2 separate regions of the Rattus norvegicus genome follow, and region 2 is linked to region 1. The links are chromatin contacts, called in public Hi-C maps. All regions are on one chromosome and are shown on one strand. Each heading gives the region's core, a stretch centred on a gene start, on an enhancer-like site or on the middle of the called end of the contact. The rest is flanking DNA. Distances are from core to core; before and after follow the strand shown. Region 1 has its middle 16 kb from the start of Klrb1c. Region 2 holds the start of Clec2h (C-type lectin domain family 2, member H).

What was found. Hi-C and Micro-C count contacts between places; a contact is called where the count stands out from the background.
Region 2: a contact with region 1 is called in a Hi-C map of hepatocytes, with 2.7 times the contacts expected there. The contact joins the promoter of Clec2h here to the enhancer-like site in region 1. A contact is called at or near these places in 2 of 12 Hi-C or Micro-C datasets (hepatocytes and prefrontal cortex).

Annotation. Positions count from the first base shown.
Region 1 is chr4:164,081,538-164,087,267 of GRCr8, forward strand. No RefSeq gene overlaps it. Among named protein-coding and RNA genes, the nearest start is that of Klrb1c, 16 kb to the left of the region's middle. Within about 2 kb of position 3,459, at least 2 of the 93 cell types and tissues checked have an H3K27ac peak or open chromatin away from gene starts, as enhancers often do. A contact at or near this core is called in hepatocytes, where this site is marked.
Region 2 is chr4:164,188,575-164,194,718 of GRCr8, forward strand. It overlaps Clec2h (C-type lectin domain family 2, member H), which reads right to left and starts at 2,204. Exons shown (of 7, transcript XM_063286985.1): 1 at 2,087-2,204; 2 at 331-425. The coding sequence starts at 2,121.

The DNA.
Region 1 (5,730 bases), core at 2,209-4,708:
TTATCTCTTCCCTCATGAGCAGTTTCCTCCACTTGTGGGTCCCCATACATCCTCTATACCAAGCCTCTTCTGGATCTCTTCTTTCCTCACATCCACAAACAATTCCTTAACTTAAAATGTTCTCCTTTCGCTTCAGTTGTCCATCTCCCATATCTATGCCTACCTTTGCATCCTTACACTTCCAAACACTCAAATAGTCCCTAAGCCTGACCCTTGCCTCTGTCACCTACCTCTCCAAAACCCTTGACAGCATCGTCCATGGGTGACCTCCCTTTCTCCATCTCACAGCCCCTCTGTTCACCTCTAAACATAAAAACAAACAAAAAACAACAAAAAAAAAACCCCAAAACAAACCACCATCACCAACAACAAAATTTCAAACTCTTGGATTCCCTCTTAAAATCTGTTGATCTCTATCAAAAGCTATAGATTCCTTCTCACAATTTATTCCCACCAAGATCTCCCTTATCTCCTAGTGCTCATCCACTGTCTTTGATTCCATCCCTCCAAATTCACAAAACTCACTATTCACATTTCTTACCTGCCTGTCCCCTAATTCATACCTTTACCTCAATGTTCCCCTGATCCTTTAAACTTCTATCTAGAAACTCTGAGTGGTGTCCTACCCCACCCCTCTAATACAAAAGAGAGTTCTTTAGCAATCATGTCTACATTTTGTATACAGATGACAGCTCCTCCCTGTCAAATGACCACATCAGACTAACCTCTCCATTATCAGTATTCATCCTTACCCTCAGGCTCTTGCTCCTCCTTTAAGATCACAGGTTGTCCACAAATCTCATCTCATTCTCCAAATTTTCCTCAGGCTAAATGCTTGCCAGACATCCACTACCAACTGACTCCTCCAAATTCATTAACTGTCCAGACAGCAAACACTCAGAATAAACCCTATCTCCCAACATGATATAACTAAGTCCAAGTCATTTCCTATCCAACCATGGCCAAAACTTCACTTGGGTCAATGTCTTCCAAAAAACTCTTTCCTAAGCTTCACTGATTCCTCTTCAATGCCTCCCATTGCTTTCTCAGTGTTCATGATGCTAGAAAGAGTATCTCGATCTTTAACAATTCTCAATTGGACATAGGTTTGGACTGCTGGCTGTGCAAGGATGCTAAGCCACAACGACATGTTGGGAACTAACCTTATCAAATAATAAGCTCCACTTCCAATCCTAAAAACCTATAAATAGGACTAACATAAGCTCCCTCTGAGGGCCCTCAAGGGAAAATGTCTAATTAAAATGCCCATGATATCCCCAAAATGATTTCTCCTGTGCAGATTATTGTAGTGTCAGACACCACATAGAAAAGTCTATGGCAAGCAAGTTTTTTGGAGATAGTCCACCATTTTGCATGACTGTGATGGATGTGTTCTGAGATGCAGGGACCCAGAGTCTTCATCCCTGTGTTGCTTCTTGCTGCTGATATGCCTATCTTGTCACCATTACATAGACTAATGATTCCTTGGCCTCAGCCCATCCTATTGCGCAGATCTCCTGCAGAATCAATATGAAGATGTACTTTCATGTATTAATGCTGTGTAAATGAATTTGTATTTGATGATCATGATTTTAAAGAACTCCAAAATTGGTACAAATCATCTCATCCATCCTACGGAATAAAAACTGTAAATAGAGCTCTGTAAAACTTCATGTATGAAGAAATAATTGCACTAGGAAAAGGAAACAGGCTTGGAACAAATTTACAATCAAGGAAAACATTCCTTCTACGTTAGGAGTAAGGACACTATCTGGCTATTAAAGGTCACAAAGTGGGAATGGGCATTTTATTGTAGATTCAAGGACAGAAAATTCAAGGACAGAAAATAAAGAAGTCTATACAAGACTTTAAAACAATGAAATACAAGGCAGGTGATTTATCTCTTGACAAAACCATGCTAATTTATGACATAAAACATTGCCTTAAACTTATAATGAACTTATGGAACTAGAAAAAGATAATTAATGTTTAGTGAGGTACTAGTCCTAATAGAAAAATATGCCAAAAATTATGCTGTAATTCTTTAATGCTTATTGATCTATTACATGGACTATTGCCTTAAACTTACGATGAACTTATGGAATGATAAAATGCCTTTTTTTAAAAAAAACACTGCATCATCAATTATCCTGAGAAAGTATAAAATCCAAGAACAATAATAAAGTGATGGTGCTGCCTTATCTACTTCATCCAGTATAAATATAGGTATCTATTTATGTTCCCCTCTCTCTGTCTCTGTCTCTGTCTCTGTCTCTGTCTCTCTCTCTCATTTCTTTCTTTTCTGTCTGGTTCACAAATAGTTAATGAACTCTGAACCTCTTACCTGGTCAGTGAGCCATCCCTGAGTCAAAGAGGATAATACCCAAGTAACTGAGTTTTTTTTCCCCTGTTGCTCTCAGAAGGAATTAATTGTCAGATGCCAATAGCTGTTGGCTCCTGAATAACAAGAGAGAATTAGATTTCCAGAAGTCATCAGCTTTTGGTCCTGGTTGCAGATGCTACTCTCTTGCCTTCCCCGGGTACCTGAATGTTGAGCAGGACCTGGGCATTGTATTCAGATACCTCAGTATACCAGGAATGGCAGTCAAGTGTACTTCAGACCCAGAGACTTCCTAGCTTTCTTTCACTAATAGCTTTACTTCTGAATTTGCATTGGAGGAGAACCAATACATTTTTCTTTCTCATACGTGTTAAAGCACAGGTGCTCAAATACGGAGAAGGGTCTAACTAATTATAGGACCTGGATCCCTCATGTGATGTGAGCTGTCTTCATTCTCATTTCCCTGTTGGTTGGAGCAGGCATGACAGGCTACACTGCAGTTTAAACTTCAACCCTATTCATGGGGTTTAAAAACCACTAAGGAATTCAGTGTTCTAGTAGACATAGATTGGAGTCATTTGGAAAATTCTACTTCCCATATGGAAACCCAGTTTGACTCTTTAGCCGAGGATGATATTCAGAATTAAAGAGAATTGGCCGTCCTCTTTAGGAGATAAGAATGCCTCTGCATGGCATTAAGAGAAACTTGTTGCTTCTATGCCAATCAGTCAGGAATAATTAGATAAAATTTAGCCATGGTCAAAAATAACCATCAAGGAAAAAGAAAAGAGGCATCGAGATTCTAAACTGGTACTAATCTTTGTTCTCCTTGTCTACTTTATAGCCATGACTAGATAATTAATCCTGTTTTTCCTAGCTGTCAGTATAAGACCCTGCTTGCTCAATTACTTACTTAGATATTTAAGACAGAGAATAAATTCTGTTAAAACATTAGTGCTAAGGAGATGGTATAACCTGTTGCCCTAAGGTGAATCCATGTGTTGACCATGCCCATAGAAACAGTGGCGAATGTGACAGGCCTTCCAGAGCTTAGTAAGTCATTAGCTCTTAGTACAATTGACACTATGATGGAAATACCCTTCAGGTCTTGGAACCCAGCATGTTGACAGTGTTGCCTTGCAAAATGAGAACCAAAACCTAATCCATCAAAGTTCATAGTTCAGGAAAATCTCTACTTGTACTAATATTGGCTTTTAGCTTTGTAGTTTGTAGTTTGCTTCTGGCTAACTGTTCTTGCTGAATGAGGTGTGTTAACCAAGTATGTTGTTTTGTGCTCAAAAGCTCACCCTGGGAAAGACAGGATTTCACTGGGGTCCTGAACAGGTAGATTAGTTGCCAGGTGGCTAATAAAGACTTTTTATTGGCTTGAATCTGTGTCTGAGTGCTCTTCTCTGGTAAGTAGCCCACAACACCTGAGCAAGTAGGTAGCAAAAAATAATCAAGCTCAGAGCCAAAATCAATAAAAATAGAACAAATGAACAAAACCATTCAAAGAATCAATGAAACAAATGTTCGGTTCTTTGAGAAAATCAATAAGATTCACAAACCCTTAGCCAAGTTAACTAAAGGACAACTGAGAATATGTAAATTAACAAAATTAGAGACAAAATGGATATATAACAGCAGACAAGAAATCACTCATAAGGACATATTTTAAAATCTGTAGTATACATAATTGGAAAACATGGACAAATTTGTTGACATTATCACTTATAAAAGTTAAATCAAGATCAGGCAGGCATCTAAACAGATATATAATTCCTAGTGAAGAAGAAGCAGTAATTAAATGTCTACCAACCAAAAAAAGACCCAGGGTCAGATTGATTTAGAACAGAATTCCACCAGATTTTGAAAGAATTAATGCCAATATTCCCCAAATTATTCCCTAAAATATAAACAGAAGAAACACTGTATAATATTTTTTACAATCAGGTCCACAATTATACTATACCTAAGACACCGAACACCCACAAAGAAAAAGTTATCATTGAACAATTTCCCTTATGAATATAGATGCAAAAATTCTCAAACTGAATTATAAGAACAATCAAAAGGACCATCAACTATGATCAAGTAGGTGTCATACTTGATCATAGCAGTGACATAGGGATGGTTCAAGATATATAAATCTAATCAATATTACTCACCAGATAAACAGACTAAAAGACAAAACTGTGTGATCATTTCATTAGATGAAAAAAAAAGGCATTTGGAGAAAAATCCAACATCCATCCATGATGAAAGCGAACATAAGAAAGGCAGTTTACAGCCAATACCCTGCCAACTCCAAGCTAAATAGAGAGAAACTCAAAGCATTTGCACTAAAATCAGGAACAAGATAAGATTTTCTATCCTCTCCATACCTATTCCATACAGTACTTGAATGCTTAGCTAGAGCAATAAAGCAACAGAAGTAGATCAAGTGGATACAAATAGGAAAGGAAGGAGTCAAAGTACCTTCATTTTTAGATGACATGTCAGCATCTATAAGTGAGTCTCAAAAAAAATTCTCTTGAGAAGCTCCTACAAATGATAAACACTTTCAGCAGTAGGAGGATGTAAAATTAACTCACAAAATCAGCAGCCTTCTTATAGACAACTGACCCATTGACTAAGAAAAAATCAGGAAACAGCACCTTTTATAATAGCCTCAACCAATTTAAAATATCCTGGGATAACTGACTGAGCAAATGAAACACTTGTATGATTAAAAGCTCCAAGGCTTTGATAAAGAAATTGTAAAAAGTTTTTTAAGGAAAAAGAGAAATGGTCATTATTCTTAGTTATCAGGGAAATACAAATCAAAACAATGTTGAGATTTCCTTTTCTGGTAGCCAGAAAAATAACCAAAATAAAAAAAAAACAAAAACAAAAACAGAATCAAAAACAAAAAAGCACCAAAAACAACAACAACAACAACAACAACAACAACAACAACACACACACACACACACACACACACACACACACACACAAAAGCAAAAACCAAAATAACCCCCCACCGCCAAAAAAACTCCCAACAGTTTGTGGTGGTGAGGATCTGAGGAGAGCACTCATTATTGCTGAATGCAAACTTGTACAGCCATTTTGGGAATCAGTGTCATGGTTCACAGTCACTATGGAAATCAGTGTGATGGCTCACAGCCACTATGGGAATCTGGGTGATGCTCCTCAGGACTCTAGTAATCAATTTACCTTAAGATGCAGCTAACTCACACTTGAGCATATTTTCAACAACTCTACATTCCATTATAGATACACTTGCTCAACCATGTTCATTGCTGTTCTATTCATAATTGCCAGAAATTGAAAACAGCCTAGGTGTCACATCAACAAAAGTGGATCAGGAAAATATGGTACATTTACAC
Region 2 (6,144 bases), core at 954-3,453, 110 kb after region 1:
AAAACAGGCTGAAGAAACAAAACAACATTCGACAAACAATACCCATACCATAAAACAAACAAACCAAGCAGCAAATCAAACAACAGAATCCAAAACCAAACAAATTCTTTGATTCTTATAGTGAATTCATTATTCATTTCTCTTGCCCAGAAATACTCAAATATTCAATACTTGATTGAGTATATAATATAAGAGATACTTCCAAGCATCTCCACTTTTACAGAGACTCACCTTGACAATGTAAAAGACAATGCTCAACTCTTCTGAGGGTCTCTCTTGAATCTCCCCTTTATACCTTTAGCTTGATTCAAATTGCATTAAAATATATACCTTTATCTTCCTCCTGCAGGCAGGCAGTAGCAGTGAGGTGTATCTTCAGCTTGTCCACGGAAGCTTCTTCAATCTTTACAGCACTCATTTTTGAACTGAGAGGAAGAACGGAATTCAGGAGGAGATTTGACATGAAACTGTGAAGAGGGAGAGGGAGCCTTATATATTGTATGTGCTTCCTGATAAACACTTTATGAGTTCAGTTAAGAAGGGTGATTCATTAGTCACTCCTTCTCAGTCCTGAACATATCACCTGTCAGCACATAGTTTTTTGTTTGTTGAGGAAATAGAATCACAAGGTAGAAGATTGTGACATGAAATTATGTGAACTTTAAACGCAATAAATAAAATAGACAAATGCCTGAGAATTGGAAAATGCTCCTTACTTATCACTGATTCTTTAAGAAAAATATTGCTTTGATGAAAGATGCTGTTATTAATTGGGGAAACTATTTATTTTGAAACAGGGTCTCACATGTACCTCTGGTAGCCTCAGTCTCACTTTGTGGACCTGGATAGACTCAAATTCTTGGAGAACAGCTTGCTTCTGCTTATATGTGTGAGCCTTAAGAATGCAAGTCATTCTACTCAGCCTATATATTTTACTTTTAGAACGTTTTTACTCAGAATCTCTAGATTTGGCCGTTCTCTTAATCGTCAGTAATTATGATGTTGTTTAGAAAAAAAAGGGTGCTGCTGAAATGCAAATACAGGGGAACACACAGCTACAGAGCCATCACCTGTCCAGGGACCTGTCCCAGGAGCAGCAGCTCCATTCTCAGTGGGCACTACAGAAAGAGTACAGAAACAGATATGTTTGAGAGATATTCTTGCATTATGGTTTACAGTAAGTAATTTGAAAAGCCATGTTAGTGAAGTGCTAGAGTGCACTGAAGATCCAAGTATAATAGATAAGACAGGAATGAGCATACAGTGCATGTTGGGAGGTGCAATATATGCAGTGTCGTAGAGATGTGTACAGGATTATAGTTCCCTGACAGAATGGACAATCATAATGAAGAACAAAGGCCAGGTAAATACACAACGTAATGATGTGACATGTGCACTTTGCTCTGTTTTATAGATCTGTTTTGATATTTGGAAAGAGAGCAGGAATAAATCCCTACAGAGGCCACTAAGCATTTTTTATACTGATCTCAGAAGACAAGTATATGAATTTTTCAAGAGAGATACCTTACACCTAATGGAGTAGGTGTTTGTAATTATGTGGTAAAACTTTGACATTGCTATTAATGTTAAGCATACCCAAACCAAGCTACAGTAAATATATTCAATTACATACACACAGAAAGGCATGTACAAAATGGTTTTGCTACCATTATTTCTAACGGCCAATTCAGAAGTCTAGATACTCATTAATATCATCTGTTAGAAACACACTATTCTGTGTTTATGTGGTGTGCATACTAGACATCATTGAACAAGAACCCTTTCGTGGTAGGCAACAGCATGGATGTCATCAAAATCCTAACAAGAAGGGAGCTGCTGGGAAATACATGGCAAACAGCTTCATTTCTATGATGCTCACAACCATGCATTTAAACACAACTGAAGTATGCAATGCATAAAAAGGCAGAGCCAAGAGAATGTTATGAAAACAGTGGGTTGTTAATTAAGCATGTCACCCCAAGAACACTAGAGCACTTCTCTAGAAATAATGTGCCTCAAGCTAACTCCTTTTAACCAAAAGTACAATTATTTCTTATGAGTGTGGCTTTATCAAATGTCTACTTACCCGATATGACAATTCCAAAAATGCACCAACTTCATCTCCTCTAGCTCTCAACTGACTTTCAATCTATAAGTTTTCAGTTCACACAGCCTGGGTGGTGTCTGTCTCCTCTGACAACCTTTGGACAGCTCCTGCTGAGCTCTGTACATAGACACCATTTAGATAAGGTTTTGATCCCTGCTATTCCTGGTTATCTCCTCTTATCTCAGCCTCATGGTTGATAGAAGCTGTAAAGTTTGAAATGTCAGGTCATAAGCACATAAGATGGTTATAGAAAGACAAACAAGTAGAGAGACCACAAACAAGTAGAGATCATGGATTAAAGAGAAAGGTGGAGATTTTCTGAGTCAGGAGTGCTTGCCTCTGAGGCCCTTATAGAGTAAAATCTCTTTGCAACAAAGTATTATACAGACTGGATTACCTGATGGTAACTAGAAGCTTTAGCACAAGCTCCCTATTACTACTGACTTCCTTCCCCAACCAGCATTTTTACTTTCCTGGGACCTGAAAACAATGTCCTAATTTCAACTGAGAAGCACTTGTAGAAGAGAATATGTCATCTTTTCACATCAACAAAAGGGTAGACTTTCAAAGTCAAAGGAACCACCTCCCACCCCAACAGGACCACATTCAGAACTCAGTCAGCAGATCTTTTTGAGGAGTTTGAAGGCTATCATCTAATTTATTAAGTATGCCTGATTGTAAACAAACTTTATTAGTTTTTAGCTACTTGCTTCAATCTTAACGTGAAAACATACACAGAAGGCTGAAGCATGTCTTTGTGAATGAACCAAAGGTGGAAGCATGTCTTTATGAATGAACTGTAATTGTACTTAGCATGACTACAGGCATAGTTCTGAGCACATGACAGAATCTGATCATTTATAAAGTAACTGAAAATTAACTTGCACATCTTACTTGTCTTTACCAATTACAGCAAGTTAGTCACTTTCATAACATTTGAAGTTGATATTTTCCCCCTGTTAAGTTTGAGCCTTAAATTTGAATTGATGATTAACTGAAGATCCTTTGTTATCAAAGCTAGCCATAAATACAATGTTAAACCATATTAGTTCACAAACAAAATGCACAGGGCCTGGCAACCTTGCTTTTCTGATACTTTCATGCTGTATCATTACACAGCACTGATGTTTCTTGTGTGACTCAGTGTATCTAAATAGCTAAAGCTGAACAAGTTTAGCAAAGACCAAAAAGCTATGTATAATCTTCAAGTCAGTTCCTGCTAGCCTGAGTAGACCTTAAGAATTTATAAACCTTATTTACCAAGCATACATAATTCGTTGCACATATTTTGGTCCTTATCTAAAAATTTCAAGAAGCCCAGTGTTAAGCACGGTTAACAAAGACATAATTGGTTATACATACATCTCTAAGTCAGTTTCTGTAAAGCTGAGTAGACCTTTATAAAAAGAGGAATTTATGAACATATGTTGTTCCCAGGACCCAGTGGAGAGGATATTAGCCAAAGTACTCAACAAAGGGGAGATAGAACCTGTAGAGACCATATCCAGTAGTTAGGCACGGCTCCCATTTGAGGGATGTGTTCACTCACCCATCTCAAAAATATTAATCCAGAATTCCTCCTGAAAAGGAAATGCAGGGACAAAGAGTGGAGTAGAGACTGAAGGAAAGGCCATCCAGAGACTGCCCCACCTTGGGATACATCTCATCTGGTGTTTTAGTGTAACAATAGCACAGAGGGGGAAAGGAATCTCAAATATTTGCCATTTTTCATATCCCTTAAACTATTTAAATCACAGGCATACCTCTGGAGGTTTAGGACTTCAAGTGAAGTCCCCAAATGCAGATAATTACAAATCAGGAACCTGGGTAGAGAGATTGGATCGGTAGTCAATGCACCAAATATTATGGGGTCTGCTTATATACAACACAACTCAAATTCCAGATCAGTGCAGATTACCAAAATGTATTGTAATTAGGCCACTACTGATTGATCTGGGCTGCAGAACACACTCAAAAGCTGAACTGTGACCACAAGCTCAAGCAGGAATATCACAGAATATTTAAGCTTGCAGGAACATCTGTGCCAAGTAATTGTTACATTTCCCCACAAACCAGGATTTACCAATAAGGACTTTCCTTATTTGGGTGATCTATGTCAACTGATACAGAGTGTAGATTTTGCAATCCAACTAATCAAATCCATTTGTTCTTTTGTAGTTAGGAATAGTTACAATGGTTTTTTTTTTTTTTTTTTTTTTTTTGGAGGAAAAGGATGAACAATGGGTGCTGTGGTTAGAAACAGTCATTTTGTTCCAGAATTAGAAGAATAACAGAAGCTGTTCAGAGACTCGGGAATAACCAGTTCTCCTAGGTCCTGGAACCTTGAAAACAAAATGGTAATAGTTGGGACAAGTTTCTTTAGCTTGTTTCCCAAACTACCAACATTTTGTAATATTTGAACTGACGTCTTTTTATTGGTATTACATATTTTTAGGCCATACCCTTATAAATCCTGAGATAAGAGAGTTAAAACATGGTCTTAAGTGATGTCTGAGAGTGTAGAGAAGATTTAGAAATAAAAACATTTTGAGGGTTGGGAGTAGAGTAAACATATCGATAAGAGATTTGAGGATCATTTACTTGTGTGGTGACAACATTGTTGCAATCTGTCAGAACTTAGAAATGGAGTGTGGCATCATTGGCCACTGAGGTGTACAGGGATCAAGCATTTGTAGTTAGACAGCAAGGCTTTAATGAAATCTCTGTATCTGAGGAGGGAAAGGAATTAGAAAAGGCAAGATGGGGAATATTTCAACTGGAAAGAGCCCATGGTTAGTGTCAGGATCCAGCTGAGTGGTAGAGTATATAGGACAGAAAAGCAGAGTAAAGAGGAGGAGGGAGAGGCTTAGAGAAAAGGGTCACAAACTGGGACTCTGCCAGAGGGGGAGTTACAATACAAGGAGAGAGGGTTGAGTGCTTTTGCAGAGAGATAACCTGAATCACAGAGGAAAAGCACACAGAAGGACAGACTGATGGATTCCTAGGATGGAGGAGCAGGTCCAGGATCCAGGGATACAGAGAAGACACAGAGTGGGCAGGAAGGGAAAAGTGGTCAGAGCAGTTAGAGACAAAGTGGGCTCCAGGCGGGATCTGAGACACAGAGACGGTAAGCTACAGGAGTGAGCTGAGGACAAGGGAGGAGGGAGGAACAAGGGTAGGAGAGAGAAGGTAAGCATTCTGGTGTCAAGAATTTTAACCCTGGGCATCCCAAGCACACTGAGGGACTTGTCAAAGAGAAACATTCCAAATCAAAGAGGAGAAGCATCCCTTTCTATGTGGTGGATGCCCAATGGGGTAAATGAAGGTGCCTGGTGTACTGGTGTGATCTTCGAAGTAGTAGTTTGCCCCAGAAGCTGACAGAGACAGAGAAGGCAGCTGCAAGGGAACACTTACTGTGTGCCATGAGAGAGACAGAGCCTTTCCACATGACAGGTGCCCGGGATGGTGGAGAAGCACCAGGAGTCAAAGAGACCGAGAGGTGCCCCGAATCACAGTGGGTAACTATATGAACTGAAGAAGTAGGCTCTAAAATGTGGAGTTGACTGAAGCCAGCAGAAACAAATGACCTCTACCTTAGTAGAGTCAAATCAGCATCTTAGCTCAATTAGGAGAGGTCAAGCCCTTTTGGAAAGTGTTTCAGCACCAGATCGACACACTAGCAACATGAGTACACCAAGGTAAGGTTAAAGTGGAAGATTTTATTGTAGATATTAGAAAAAGAACAGTCAGTGGCATCTGAAAGGATCCAGATGAGAGAGGGAAAGTAGTATACTGAACTTTGCCAGCAGACTGGAACTCATCATGGTAGAAGCAGAAGCAGAGCAGAGATTGAGAGACAGAGGGAGAGAGGGAGAGGGAGAGAGGGAGATAAGGGGAGAGGAGGAGAGGGAGAGAGGGGGAGTGGGAGAGAGGGTATCCCCTCCATTGGGGTCCTCTTGTTCAGTCCAATGGTTAGCTGCAACCATTCTCATCTGTATCATTAAGGTTCTGGCAGAGCCTCTTAGGAGACACCCATA